2 separate regions of the Choristoneura fumiferana genome follow, and region 2 is linked to region 1. A link is a contact called in public Hi-C data. All regions are on one chromosome and are shown on one strand. The core of a region is the stretch at or near the end of the contact, and the rest is flanking DNA. Distances in the headings are between cores, read along the strand shown.

The links. A called contact is a pair of places that touch in the nucleus more often than the background predicts.
Region 2: a Hi-C map of whole pupa shows a contact between it and region 1, with 5 times the contacts expected there. The contact joins the promoter of LOC141432054 here to the promoter of Larp7 in region 1. A contact is called at or near these places in 2 of 2 Hi-C or Micro-C datasets (both in whole pupa).

The regions. Positions count from the first base shown.
Region 1 is chr10:9,480,223-9,484,056 of NRCan_CFum_1, forward strand. Larp7 (La related protein 7) reads right to left here and starts at 2,143. Exons shown (of 8, transcript XM_074093405.1): 1 at 1,667-2,143; 2 at 1,105-1,272. The coding sequence starts at 1,975. It overlaps Plc21C (Phospholipase C at 21C), which reads left to right and starts at 2,535. Exons shown (of 22, transcript XR_012451784.1): 1 at 2,535-3,008; 2 at 3,088-3,234.
Region 2 is chr10:9,795,871-9,799,544 of NRCan_CFum_1, forward strand. LOC141432054 reads right to left here and starts at 1,819. Exons shown (of 6, transcript XM_074093428.1): 1 at 1,549-1,819; 2 at 1,118-1,300; 3 at 1-77. The coding sequence starts at 1,569. MED17 (mediator complex subunit 17) reads left to right here and starts at 2,187. Exons shown (of 12, transcript XM_074093430.1): 1 at 2,187-2,413; 2 at 2,533-2,782; 3 at 3,423-3,674. The coding sequence starts at 2,325.

The DNA.
Region 1 (3,834 bases), core at 893-3,392:
AAAAACGAATAAACCACACAGACAGACAGTCAGTACATTATTATCGAAGCTTTTATAAAACATAATTAAAATCGCAAACCTCAAGGTAAATATTCAAACGACATAGCTACCCGTTGCTAGGCGACTCGGTAAATAAAATAGAGTGACTGCAACTCCACTACACTTTTGTTCCATGTTCTGTTGTTTATCTGTTTCGTTTTACTGATATGCTTTCCTGTGCGTGTGACAAAGACAAGGCATTTGTCAATATTGTGGAATTCTGGCAACGTTTATCTTTTAATTAGCAATTTAGAAATGGCTTTAAAATTAATTTAAATCAATATTTCTCTCGGATTATTAGAATTTAATAGAAAAAACAACAAATACTCGCTGAAAGTATGATATTCCATCAGATTTGTTCCGTTTTCGCGAGTGATTTTTGCACTTTTTAAAGACGCACGTGGGCATCGTTACGCTTGTACTGACAACAACGTACTGAGAAAAAAAGAAGGCCACATTTACCAAAGTGGCGCTCATTTGGCTCGGACATATTCGGACGCGCGATTGTGGATCTACAGTTTAATACATCAGTGGTTCCAATGAAATTAAAAATTCTACAGAACAAAAATTTAGTAAAAAAAAGGTGGAAAAAAAGTATGAATAAATAAATTCAAAGAGCTCTAAACAATTCTTTGCTCAGGAAATATATTAGCAATGTAGCAGCACCAAAACAGTAAAAATTTTAAATTGGTCTATGAGAAATAAAATTTGGGAACCTCTGGCTTAAAACATCAAAGGCTATTTATTACTACTTACAAAGCACATGTGTGATAATCTGCTGTATTGTTTTTCCTGCTTGACGTAGGAACTTACTTGGTCACCTGTACTACATCTGTTAAAACAAGTTGGGATTTACAAAGCCTTATATCTTTGTATCCCTTTGTATACAGTCAATGAGATGCAGTGAGGGTAGGTAGCACTAGCAGCAGCATTGGGACGCACCCGCCAGCACTAGCAACAGTACTGCTGCACCCCCAGTACACAGTCAGCCAGCCATTTTTAAATATCCAAAAGCAGACTTGCTTTCTCTGAGATCAGCATATTATAGAAAGAGTTGGCAAATACCTTAATTTTTTGTGAATTCTTAAACTTAGGCAGAGAGATGTAAGCAACATTGCCATAGTCTGAGAAGACACGAGCCAACCATTCTCGACTCGCTGACACTGGTATAGACTCAACATATATTGTCCTCAGGTCTGCATCATATGGAAGCACTGGAGTTTTTCTTCTTATCTGTGAAATTTAGAAAGTTATTATTATTATAACATAGTTTAACTCATGTTCAAAGATCAAAACTAGTTAGATTGTTTCCTGATTTAAAAACATGAGTTGAACTTTGAAACCGGCACCAAATTGGAGTCTATCCTCATGTGACATCAGAGAAAATGACAATCTACGCTTTTCATAACAGGTGCTAAAACAATATAAAGTATGTGCGTGTGCTGCTGCTGCATTAAGAGCATATGGTTGATGTGATCATAATGACCTATCTTTACTTAGATAATAAAAGAATGACTGTCTGAAAAATGTTTCTGCTTAAGATACTGATATTTAATGTTTTGTAATGTGAAGTCAAGTGGCTTGATTAGGATAAGAATAAGAAGTAAAGTATAAATATTAATTTTACCTTTTGTTTATCCTCTGATAGTTCTAAAATCGTTGAAAATTTCATAGCTTTGGCAATATCAACTACATCCTGCGTCAAAGCGCGGATTTTATTAAACTTAAGAAAGACTTCTATTGCCACGAATGGGTCGTTCTTCACTAGGTCTCCAAGAAATCTGTCTTTCGTCAGATTAGCATCGCTAAAGTAAAACTCCATTTGTTTAAGGATTTTATCGTACAGGAGCTTCTTACGATGCCGTACCCTCTTTCTCCCTTGGTTTTCATGTTTTGTAGCATCATCAGTGGCTGCCGCAGTTACTGTTTCAGACATTGTAAAATCGTTCTTGAAAAATGTTTCTTGAGGATATTAAATGAACAGAGTTCTCATGGAATAAGATAAGATGATTGTACTCCGGCGAGGAAGGAAGGAAACCAACCAAATCAAATCAAATTGGCATTTTGGCATTATTTGGCATTTCGCTCGTTTTACGGGTTTCTGTCAGTGTCATTAAAGACAGATAAACTGAGTTGCCATACATTATTTATGAAATTCTTTAAACAGTAATTTAGTCAAATTACACTTTAATTTAAAGGTATGAATAGAATTGTATCAATATTCTATTATACCACTAAATAAATAATTCTAAGCAAGCATACGAAGAGACTACAGTTAAAGGCTTCTTGTATTTTTTTCAAGATCATATTTTATAAAATTCTCATATCATAATCTAACATAATACGTTTATTTCGGCCTAAAATAGCGCGTATTTAATGGGAATGTATATACTGGCAGCCCTTTAGCATAGACAAGAAATCGTTTGTTTTTTTAGTAACAATTGACTTAAATCCCATTCATGTGCAATTTTCATCCAGCACACCTAGCCGAGAGCTCGAGCTCTAAAGATCGTGTGAGAAAACCTTTAGATAAAAATACTGATAACGAATCTGTGGATGCAGTGCAGTGGACCAGTGTACGTTTGACATTCTGAGTTTTTGGTGGTTTATTGGAGTATATTTATATATGGGAGAAATCATTGTTTGTTAGTTATCACGGAGGTATTAAATCATGGATAATGGTTTAATAAATTAGTCTCAATTGTTTTAGTGCGATATATTGTAGTTTCACCTTCATTTTTATTATGATGTGCCTTTGCTGTGTGTACCGTCGATAGATCTCGTAGATAGATTTGTGGTTGAGAAGATGACGGTTTTCATCTGCTGCAGTGTTATTATTTCCGCTTAATTATATAACTAATATATTCAAGATGACTACAAGTAGTACAAAATCAGCCAATGTTTCTTTGAAGCCGATTGAAGTCCCTAAAGCTCTCCAGGAAGGGGAAAAATTCATCAAGTGGGATGAGGTGACTTTTTTATTATATATAAACATAAATATGTTTTGAACAAATTCGTGCGATTTTTTAAAACTTTTGTTCTAATTAGGACTCTGGTACGGGTTTGCCAGTCACCCTCAGGGTGGATGCCAGGGGGTTCTTCCTGTTTTGGACTGACCAGAACATGGAAGTTGAAATGCTGGATATTGCCACCATCAGAGATGTGAGAACTGGAGTCCATGCAAAAGTTCCCAAAGTAAGTGAATAGACTGTAGTATTTAAAACAGATAAATATTTTTGTTGAACTTGATTTGTAAATTACTATGAAAAGAACAACATAACAGAAGAGAATATTCATAGATATTTAGATTCAAGTACTTAATTTAAAAAAGTTTACAATAAGTAAGTAAGTAAATATCATGGGACAATTCACACCAATTGACCTAGTCCCACAGTAAGCTTAGCAAAGCTTGTTTTATGGGTACTAAGCAACGGATAAATATAATTATATATTACAATGCATCCTAACTTTTAACCCCTTGTATGGGGATGCACGGATCCCTGTAAAATTAAGGCTATCTTTTTGTATTTTTTTTAATAAGCAGATTTTGCTCTTATTAAAACAGATGAGACTAGAATCCACTACTTTTAACCCCTCCCGCATACAAGGGGTTAAGTATTATTTTATCTATACTATAGTATACTAAAATACTATAGTAATTTGCTAGTAATGTACAGTTAAGAGCAAATATATGTGTCTATTTAAGCCACTCAAAAATGTGTTATTTTGTCAGAATAATAGTTTTGTACATATTTTTGAAGCATTGGCTAAGTTCATGCATTTTAATATGAATAT
Region 2 (3,674 bases), core at 569-3,068, 320 kb after region 1:
TTGGAACATAGACTGTTAGGATCTCCGCCACCAGAGATGACTTTATTTCTCACAGTAGATTTTTTGTCAGCCCAATACTGAAATGAAAATAATAAAAACTGGAGAACTGGTTCATGTGGTAAGTCTCATTAGTGGAAAAAAGATTAACAGTAGATTATTTTAACGTTGTAAGGGCCACATCAAATTTTGATCATCACAGTTTGAAACTAATGTCAATCAAGAAAACTTGACAATGTTTTAGACTTTAGTATATCCAGACCAAGCTAAGTTTGCACCTCGCTGGAATACGAAATCCCGCCTGCTTCCAGTTCAGCTACCAGTTCAGCTCTCATAATAGAAATCTCGTTCTGCAATTTAATTAGTTTTGAATTATCTAACTGAGGATCAAAAAATGCAGCACCAACACCCTTGCCTTTGGACCCAACCGTTTCCGATCATAAAATCCTGCATATTTTTCCTCCAACATTTTCTTTCTTTTTTAAACACTTGCAACAACTTTTCTTGTTAAAATGCAAGGTGCAAACTAAGCTTGGTCGGGTAGTATTTAGATAATTACATCTATAGACTAAGGGCCTGTTTCACCACTTGTCAACTAACATTAAGTGACGGATATCAGTGATGCCATCTCCTTTGTTTTGTCCGAACAAACAAAGACAGCATTACTTTTATCTGACACTTAAAGCTAGTCGACAAGTGGCGAAACAGGCCCTTAATCTATTGTCATAAATTCAATATGATTAGCCTTCTAATATGTTTAGTGAGCAAAAATTTGATCAAAAATATCTGAACACGCTTCTACGCCGTTAACAATAGTTAAAAAAAAAATAACTCAACTGTACACATGTATTTTTATTTTGAGGACCTCAGAAACAGCTAAGTATTATGATTAATATGAAATATGCTATGAGGGGGAGGGGGGGGTTCAGGGGATTAAAACAAGAAAATTGATCTAGCTTGGTCTTATCTCTGAGAAAATAGGAGTTTCAAGTTTTTGCTCTCATTTACTAAGGTTAAAGTACATATTTTAAAACAAATTGTTTAGTAAAATGAAACAACACAATTAAATAAAAAAAAGAATACACTAGCATTTGTAACCACTATCACTAAACAAACTTACTTTGATCCAAGACTTCATAGGTCTCGTAGGACCTGAGATGCCATTAACAATCCTGGTAAGTTGGAACCACAGTTTTTTACTTTCTTCGCGACCCTCCAGCCCTCGAAGTAGACCAAGAGCTAATTGTTGGTGCTTTTCCATGAAGTCCACAATTGCTACCACCTGCTCTAAACTTGGGCGGGACTAAAAAAGTTTAATTTAATATTATGGAACTTTGGAAGTAGGCAGCATAGTTTGGTTTGGCATGTCAAGAAATTAGGAAAAGATGGAATAAAATTCTTGAATTTATACATAATTCTTTTTTATCTTTCCGTGTCAATTTTCAAATATATTGAAAAAGTAAAGGTCTTAGTTTCAAAACTATTGTAAATTCTTAAATAAATTCTCACTTAATTATAGTAATTTCACTTAATAAATTCTTATCTACTTACGGCTATAGAACGGTCCGACATGACGAATTGTCAAGATAAAATGCTCATTTAGTATATACCGCTGTTGAAATTTAATTTCACACAATTATTTCCCTAAGTTTAATTCATATTTCAAAACAAAAACGGCATTCCAATCATCTCGAGTAATTCTACTTTCTCTGCAAAAGGTCGATAGCAGTTGATATGACAACCATACCATTGGTTGGGGTCACAAACTATAGAGAGAACTAACGTTGGGGTATGGCCATAAACAAAACAGAATGTTGTTTTTAGTCAGTCAGCTTAAGTTACTTTTACACGACCGAACGAATTCAGCTGACTTGCATGAATAGCAAGCTTTGCTTACAAAAATCCTCCTGTCTATGGTGACTGTGTTACCAATTAATACTCTCCTCAATTTTCAGGGACTTTAGAAAAAGGGCTTTCAAAACCGTCAAGCGGCTTTGCATCTTTGCTTTGCGTAGCCAAATGCTTACAAAAATCATTTTCAGTTTTTGTTCGAATTTTATGGCAACTAAAATTATGCCAAATGGAAAAAATAACTAATTGGACTGGTCTGGGCTGGTTGGACTGGCTTTAAGTGTACTTTGTTGTTTATTTTTTAGTCTGTGTAATATAAACCAGAGACAAGCTAGATTAGGGCAATGACAGTGATCTGATCTGTCATTTGAGTTGAAAGAAATTAAATGTTATTTTTATTTACCGTAACAACAAATAAATGTAGAGCTATTGCTATTGGAATACTTCAACTTAATAAGCTCCGTCGAATCTAAATCATGGCTAATTCAGTGAATATATCTATTGAAGCCCCTATAGAAAATCAAATACAGGAAATAACCTATGATGGCCAAGAAATTTACCAAGCGTAAGTATTTGTAAAACAGCCTCATAAATATATAGAGGCGAAACGAATACTACTTTTGAATAAAATAATGTATTCACGATTGATTTCATATTTAAAAAATATTTAAATAATTCTTCTAGGCCTCTGTCTATGTCAGAGAATCTTGCGCGGTTAGCACAAAAAATTGACTTTGCAAAATCCGATGACGATTACTGCACTATCAAAAAAGAACCAGAGGTGGAAGTTAAATCCGAAGAGGACAGTAAAGAGCCTGGCTACCAGTCCAGTCAATGGCCATGGGACTCGGTGAGGAACAAACTGAGGGATGCACTCACACAAGTTTGTGTTTTGGCTGATGTTTTGAGCATAGCTAAAGAAAAACGATACATGGTAAGTGCACAGTATAAAAGATGAAAAAAGATCTTGTTATAAGCATTATTTTCCAATTTATTTCAATCAATACAATAATAATAACCAGCAACTACCAAATGTGCGGGGGCGGCGTCAGACGCCCGGGAACGCCTCAAGGTCACAAAATATAGCTGTCTCGGCGCCCAATATCATTTCTTTGCTTTTGGCGTCGAGACTCTAGGTCCTTGGGGTAAGGGTGCGCTGGAGCTACACAGGGAGCTCAGCAATAGGTTAAGGGAGGCAACAGGCAACCCTCGCGCCGGCAGCTTTCTCGCGCAAAGAATCTCAATCGCAGTTCAACGCGGGAATGCTGCCTGCGTGATGGGCACCATGCCAAGAGGCCCACCTCTCTTTTTTAATTGAAGTTTTAGTTTTAGTTATTATAATTGAATAGTAGTTTTAGTCCTATGGATATTTTGTATTTTCTTAATATTTTTTTAATAAAAACTTTCAGTTATAATAATAACAATTCTATTAATAATTTTAGTATACAGATACTGATACAAAAGACCCACCTTCCCACGTCACCTACTTCGGAAGCTTTTTGCTATGAAAATTCCGCCCCTTGTACATCACTATTTAATTTTTACAACCTTAACAAATGGAATTGATTTAACAGATCCTAGACCCAATTCAAGCAGAGCAACAAGACACCCGTCCTATGCTACAAGTTTATGGTCGCAAGAAGGCCCTTGGAGCAGCAGCTGCTGTTCTTTTAGCTGGTGTAGAACGTCTCCGAGCCAGTGAAACTATGAGGCTAAGCCGAAACATGCCAGACTTCCACATAGACCTATTGAGGCTACGACAAAACTGGAGACTGAAGAAAGTCTCTAATACAATTGTAGGAGATTTGAGTTATAGGACTGCGGGC